Linked DNA regions of Mus musculus: region 1 is linked to region 2. The links are chromatin contacts, called in public Hi-C maps. All regions are on one chromosome and are shown on one strand. The core of a region is the stretch at or near the end of the contact, and the rest is flanking DNA. Distances in the headings are between cores, read along the strand shown.

Region 1 (2,894 bases), core at 293-2,792, 290 kb after region 2:
AATATGTCCAAAACCCTATTGCTGGGAAGGTAGAGACAGAACACTTGCTGGCCAGCCAGTCTGGCCATACTAGTGAGCTCAAGGAACAAAACCAAGGTAGAAAAGAACGCTTGACTGTGACCGTGACCTTTGACCTCTACAGGTATTTACACACATACATGCAGATCCACATGCTCACATGTATGGGATGACTGCACATATGACATATATGAATGGAAACACACAGAACAGGTATTACTTTGAAATGAAAAGAATGAGCATCTGGGGGTGGGGAGTTGTGGTTCAGCTTCTGGTAGGTGCAAAGAACACAGTTAAAAATGTTAATCTCCCTGGAATTTTGTACTAGAAATTACAAAATAGAATCTAGTCTCCTAGTTTGATATTCGTTAAAGGGCAGTTTGTCCCCCATTGATTTTTAAGCCTTATGTCTCAATTCTTTTCTACAGAAAAGCTTCTCACTAAGATTCACATAGAGAGGGGTTAGAGAGATGGCTTAACAGTTAAGCGCACAGCTGCTCTTCTCAAGGACCTGGGTTCGACTCCTACCTCACATCTATCATGACTCCTGTCCTAGGAAAGCAGACTCCCTCCTGATGTGCCGGTGTCCGTGGGGAAGACGGGGTTTTAGACCCAATGTGCTTCACTTAAGAACAAATAATAAAATATCATTTTGGCTGAATTTTATCTGCTTCCCAAGTCCCCTTGTTCAGTCTCTCAGTACCCTTTTAGGCCCAGAGCATTTTATGAACTAATGCCCTCTAGTGGCTAAGGATGCACTTAGCAAGGGCAACATTTTAGTCTGGCTGGAGAATTGACTGTAAGGTCAGCACTTAAAAGCTCTATGGCCTCACTGAAGATGTTTGTGTTGTATGTGTTGGGCAAATAGTCATGAAGAGAGATACTATCCAGCTTGTCAACGGGGCATGTAATTTCTTGATCACTGGCTTATTAATTCACTTATTAATATATAACGTTGCCCTGGGTATAAGTTTAGCTGCCTGTCATTTATAATAATGTTAATGATGTGACATACTATCATTTGCACAAGAACTCTGCCTTCTGCCAAAGCTGAAGGCTCTGATAATTATCTTTTGAGATGCAGTTAGGTGTGATGGAGGAGTGCAGGAAAGGTTAAGTCAGGTGACCCACAGACAGGACCTAATTTTGCAGGGAAAAAAAAAATCACACTTGTCTCACTTTTTTTTTTTTTTTTTTTTTGTCCCACAGATCATTACAGCCCCAAAGCTCAGGATCATATTTCTCAAAATGTGAATTAAACAATCCCTCTCAAATTAGCCCTCCTTAACTAAAAATAAGGAATCAGGTGGGTTTGATAGTTTAAAGGACAGAAGGAGAGTGAATGGACAGAAGGCTTCCCCCTACTCTGCTCACGTTGCTGTGGAACCCATTAAAATGAGATCATTTGCAGCTTGAAGTTTGCTGTTTTAAATCCTCCATATGTGTTGCAGAGCCCACAGGTTGGTCCGTGCAGTCAAAGTGAGAGAATGCAAAAGCAAGTTCTTTATGTGGTTAAAAACAGGCATTGAGAACAGTCCCAGATTGCCATCAGAGAACTAGGACTGTCAGGCATGGCACTCGTCACTATGTCAGTGCAAGCTGACTCTCGTGCTCACATCGCCATCTGCCCTGACATGGACGCCCAGGGCTGGAAGGCACTCTCACTACCTTCACGGTCCTCTCACTCAGTCTTTGCAGGATAGATCTGTGACCTCCCATACAAGTAAATGTTTCTTTTTAGAATTGATGTATATCACAGAAAAGCCATGGAGAGCACAGCGCTCCCTTATGCCAGCGCCCAGCTTCTCTGATGTTGCCTTCTGCATCAGCATGATGCACTTACCACAGTTAACAAATGGGACTAACTAAAATGTAATCTTTTTTCACATTTCCTTAACCTTTAGCTATTATGTTCCAACACACACACACACACACACACACAGACACAGACACACACAGACACACACACACACACACACACACACACACACACACAGACACAGACACACACAGACACACAGACACACACACACACACACAGACACAGACACACACAGACACACACACACACACACACACACACACACACACACAGACACAGACACACACAGACACACACACACACACACACACACACAGACACAGACACACACAGACACACACACACACACACACACACACACACAGACACAGACACACACAGACACACACACACACACACACACACACACACACACACACACACACACAGGAATCCCATCCACAGTATCCAGATGCCTTTAATCCCCATGTCTCCCTAAGGTCTTCTTTCTGTGATATCTTCTCAGACATTCTTAATATTATATATTATCCAGGTTGATTGCCTCTCTTAAACCCCCATTGCATTGTTGAAATAAGTCTCACTTAGCTATGGTATATAATTGTCTTTAGGTTCTTGGGCTTGGTGTATTGTTATGGAAGCATTGTGGCTACATTCCTAAGCAGATAACTGTCTGCAGTTTTCCTTTGATCTGGTATTTCTTGCTGGAACAGGCTTTATAAAATATTCTTAGTTTGTACTTGGAAGTATGTTAGTTTATTTGAAGGCTTAGCTGGCTGGCTACACCACTGTTGGTTGATAGTCTTCCCATAGTGTTCTGGGTCCCATCCCACTGCCCTAGGAACACCACAGCTAATGATTCAGAATCTGCTGCTAACCCTATTGACACTTCAGTAAACAAGATGGGTCACCTTCCCCTCACTGCCAACAGAATTCACACTTTGTCTTTTGACAGTTTGCTCACAAGATTTCTAGGTGTCTTGGTTTGGGTTTCATTGCTGCAAAGAATTGGTTTTTCCTTTTTAAGGTATTTTTTAGTAAGGTCTTATTACTTCAG
Region 2 (2,840 bases), core at 61-2,560:
CCATACTAGATGGTAAAGCTACGCTAGCTTCTTTTCGGTGCCTCCAGGATCAGGTTTCACTGGGCTTCCCCAACTAAATGGGTATATAAGACTCAGATAAATTACATAGTTTACAGATCAGGCTCTTCTCTCTAGAAGATGTAATTAAATTTTAAGATGCAAATGGGATGCTTTTCGCATGGATTTGTTATAAGAGAATTCTACCTAAACACAGTTTATGATTTCTCGAAAGTCTGACATGCTGTTGAAGCTAATGACACTAGTGCATACTACAGAGCTTCAGAAAGGTGGGCAGGCCATGAGGAGGAGAGAGCAGTTTTCTTGTGTTCTGACAGCAGGCACACTCATACACATTGCTCAAGAGTTTCCTAAAATGATTCAAAATGCTCCCACAAGCCCTTGGATATAGCACCTCTTCCTTGAGACTGGGACACCTTGAGCCTAACACTTAGCTTTCAAAAGCTTGTTCATATTTCCTCAAAGACAGCTTCCTGCAGAAAGTATTTTTTTAAAGCAGTAAAATGTTAACACTGGAACCACGAGACCTTGTGAAAAGGCATCTCTATCAGACTAATAATTTAAGCTGAAGGCTCTGGAAAACATTAGAAAATAAATGCGCTTAGCCACAGATTTTGAACAGTGGCTGCAAAATTAGGTTATTCTTGCTCGTGAATTAAATCTATAATAATTTACCCCCTAGAATATCCTACATAGTCCACCTGCATCACTGTGTGGAAATGCCTATGGAGCCTCTCCCTACCCTCCTGCCTAGACCTTCAGAGATTCTTGCAACTGCCTAAATTGTCTGCAAGCAAAATGAGCAGAAAACTATTGTCATGCCTCTGATGACCTTCTCTTGGGTCTTCTTTTATGCTGCCCTCAAGGGTTCTGCCTCTGGCCTGTCCATTTTGAAGTGACCTCTCCCTGTCTCCCTACATAATTCTTTCACATATGAAGTTCCTGCAGAAAAATCAGGATAAATGTATCCCTACCTCAACTCTTCTTACATGCCTTCCTCTCTCAAATATAATTAGACTATCAATGTCTATTGCTCCAGCATTACAGTAAATGCAGAGGCAGAGAAATAGAAATGCTTGGGTGATGAGGGAACCTGGTGCTGCAAGCCCGGTTACTGATTTCTACATACATCCTACCCACCTAGGTGGGAAAACAAATGTAATTTCTGTGAAATACTGAAATCTGCAAAGGATAAGGTTACATGGCAAAACACACATACTACCCCGTAGCGGGAGCAGGCTGCTATGAGTTTTTCTGCCAAAAGTTTGTGCTGTGTCTGACACTGAAGAGCGATGCTGAGGAAGGAGAGGCAGCAGGAGACATGAGTGGGTGGAATGTCATTACCCGAGTTGGAACAGACCCAAGCTCCTTGGATTAAAACACATCTTGCCTGTGTGAGGAGAATGATCAGAACTACCAGTTGCCATGACCTGACCTCTCCTCTCATCCATTCACAGGCACTAAGCCAGGTGCATCACATGTAGTAGCATCAGTGACTTAAATCTAAAATGACTGTAGCACTCTGCAGAGATGGTTCAGTGGTTAAAGTACATGTTTCACAATCTTGAACTCAGAATCCTAGAATGAATGTAGAAACCCAGTTAGCTATGATGGCCTGCCTATAACTTTGATATCCTGATATAATTGATCTACAGTGTAAGCTGGCTGGTCAGAGGCCCTATCTCAATATATAAGAAGTTAACAATCACTCCTGGCCTCCACACATGCAAACCCACGTGTTCACATGGTCAAGAACATGAGGTCTCTCTCTCTCTCTCTCTCTCTCTCTCTCTCTCTCTCACACACACACACACACACACACACACACACACACACACACAGAGGGAGAGAGGGAAAGAGGAAGGGAGGGAGGAAAGGGGGGAGGGAGGGGAGGCAACGATGGAGGAAACGGAGGGAGGAAGGGAGGGGAGGCAGCGAGGGAGCGAGGGAGGTTGGTTGTGCTCTGCATTGGCCACCATGGCTTCTCTGTATACTATAAGAATACACTGGGACTTGTGTTGCCCCAGCAGTCAGAGCATGCTCATTCTCTAAGCACAGGGACATATTGGCAACCTGGTTTCTGCTTTCAATAGGCTCTTGTTTGCTTTTTTTTAAGAGATAATATTACTATTATTTTAATTATATGTGCATATGTGTGCACATGCGGGGGGGGGGGGGCACGGAGATCAGTGAAGTGCATCAGATCACCCTGGAGTTCAAGGTATAGGTGATTTTGTGAGCTGCCCAGTGTGGTGTTAGGAACAGGACTTAGTTCCTCTGCAAGAGCATACTTAGTCTCATCTCCAGCACCACCACCAGTAGGCTCTTTTTTTAAATTCGTGCCTTTTTACAAGCAAGGTTTTTTTTTTTATGAACAGAAATTATGTGGACTTCACTGCTTTGTTTACCGTCTCAGAAGTTCATTAAAGGCTTACTCACACACCAATCAAGCCTCTTTTTTAATGGGACCCATCCAAGATGTTTCATGCATATGATGCCAATAAACTTCTCTAGGAGGCACGAGACCTATTTATGTAAAGTAGACACTTAATTCAACTGAATGGAAATAGCAAGCAGGCAAAGCCCTACTGAGACACTTTCCAGGGTGAAGGCAGTGTTTAGAAAAGCCCCAGATGCTGAAAACTGAGGAAAGATAGGATTGGACAGGTCACTTGGAAACAGATTTGGGCAATAACTAATTCTACCAGGGGCAGCTCACCCAGAAAGATTTCTGAATTGTTTTCCTATCAACTAGACAGAAAACCATCAATGTGAATAAAGATGGACCCAAAGAAACTGTACCAGTGGAACTCTGCCAAGCA

What was found. A called contact is a pair of places that touch in the nucleus more often than the background predicts.
Region 1: a Hi-C map of cerebellar granule neurons shows a contact between it and region 2, with 2.6 times the contacts expected there. The contact joins two enhancer-like sites. A contact is called at or near these places in 7 of 484 Hi-C or Micro-C datasets (the N1E-115 cell line, brain, cerebellar granule neurons and 3 more) and 4 of 115 datasets of contacts at active chromatin or transcription factors (embryonic stem cells, oligodendrocyte precursor cells and stem cell-derived neural progenitor cells).

Annotation. Positions count from the first base shown.
Region 1 is chr5:27,416,014-27,418,907 of GRCm38.p6, forward strand. All of the region lies in intron 3 of Dpp6 (dipeptidylpeptidase 6), which reads left to right. Among named protein-coding and RNA genes, the nearest start is that of Gm52769, 83 kb to the right of the region's middle. Within about 2 kb of position 1,543, at least 8 of the 459 cell types and tissues checked have an H3K27ac peak or open chromatin away from gene starts, as enhancers often do. A contact at or near this core is called in cerebellar granule neurons and cerebellum, where this site is marked.
Region 2 is chr5:27,124,866-27,127,705 of GRCm38.p6, forward strand. All of the region lies in intron 1 of Dpp6 (dipeptidylpeptidase 6), which reads left to right. Among named protein-coding and RNA genes, the nearest start is that of Dpp6, 77 kb to the left of the region's middle. Within about 2 kb of position 1,311, at least 7 of the 459 cell types and tissues checked have an H3K27ac peak or open chromatin away from gene starts, as enhancers often do. A contact at or near this core is called in cerebellar granule neurons and cerebellum, where this site is marked.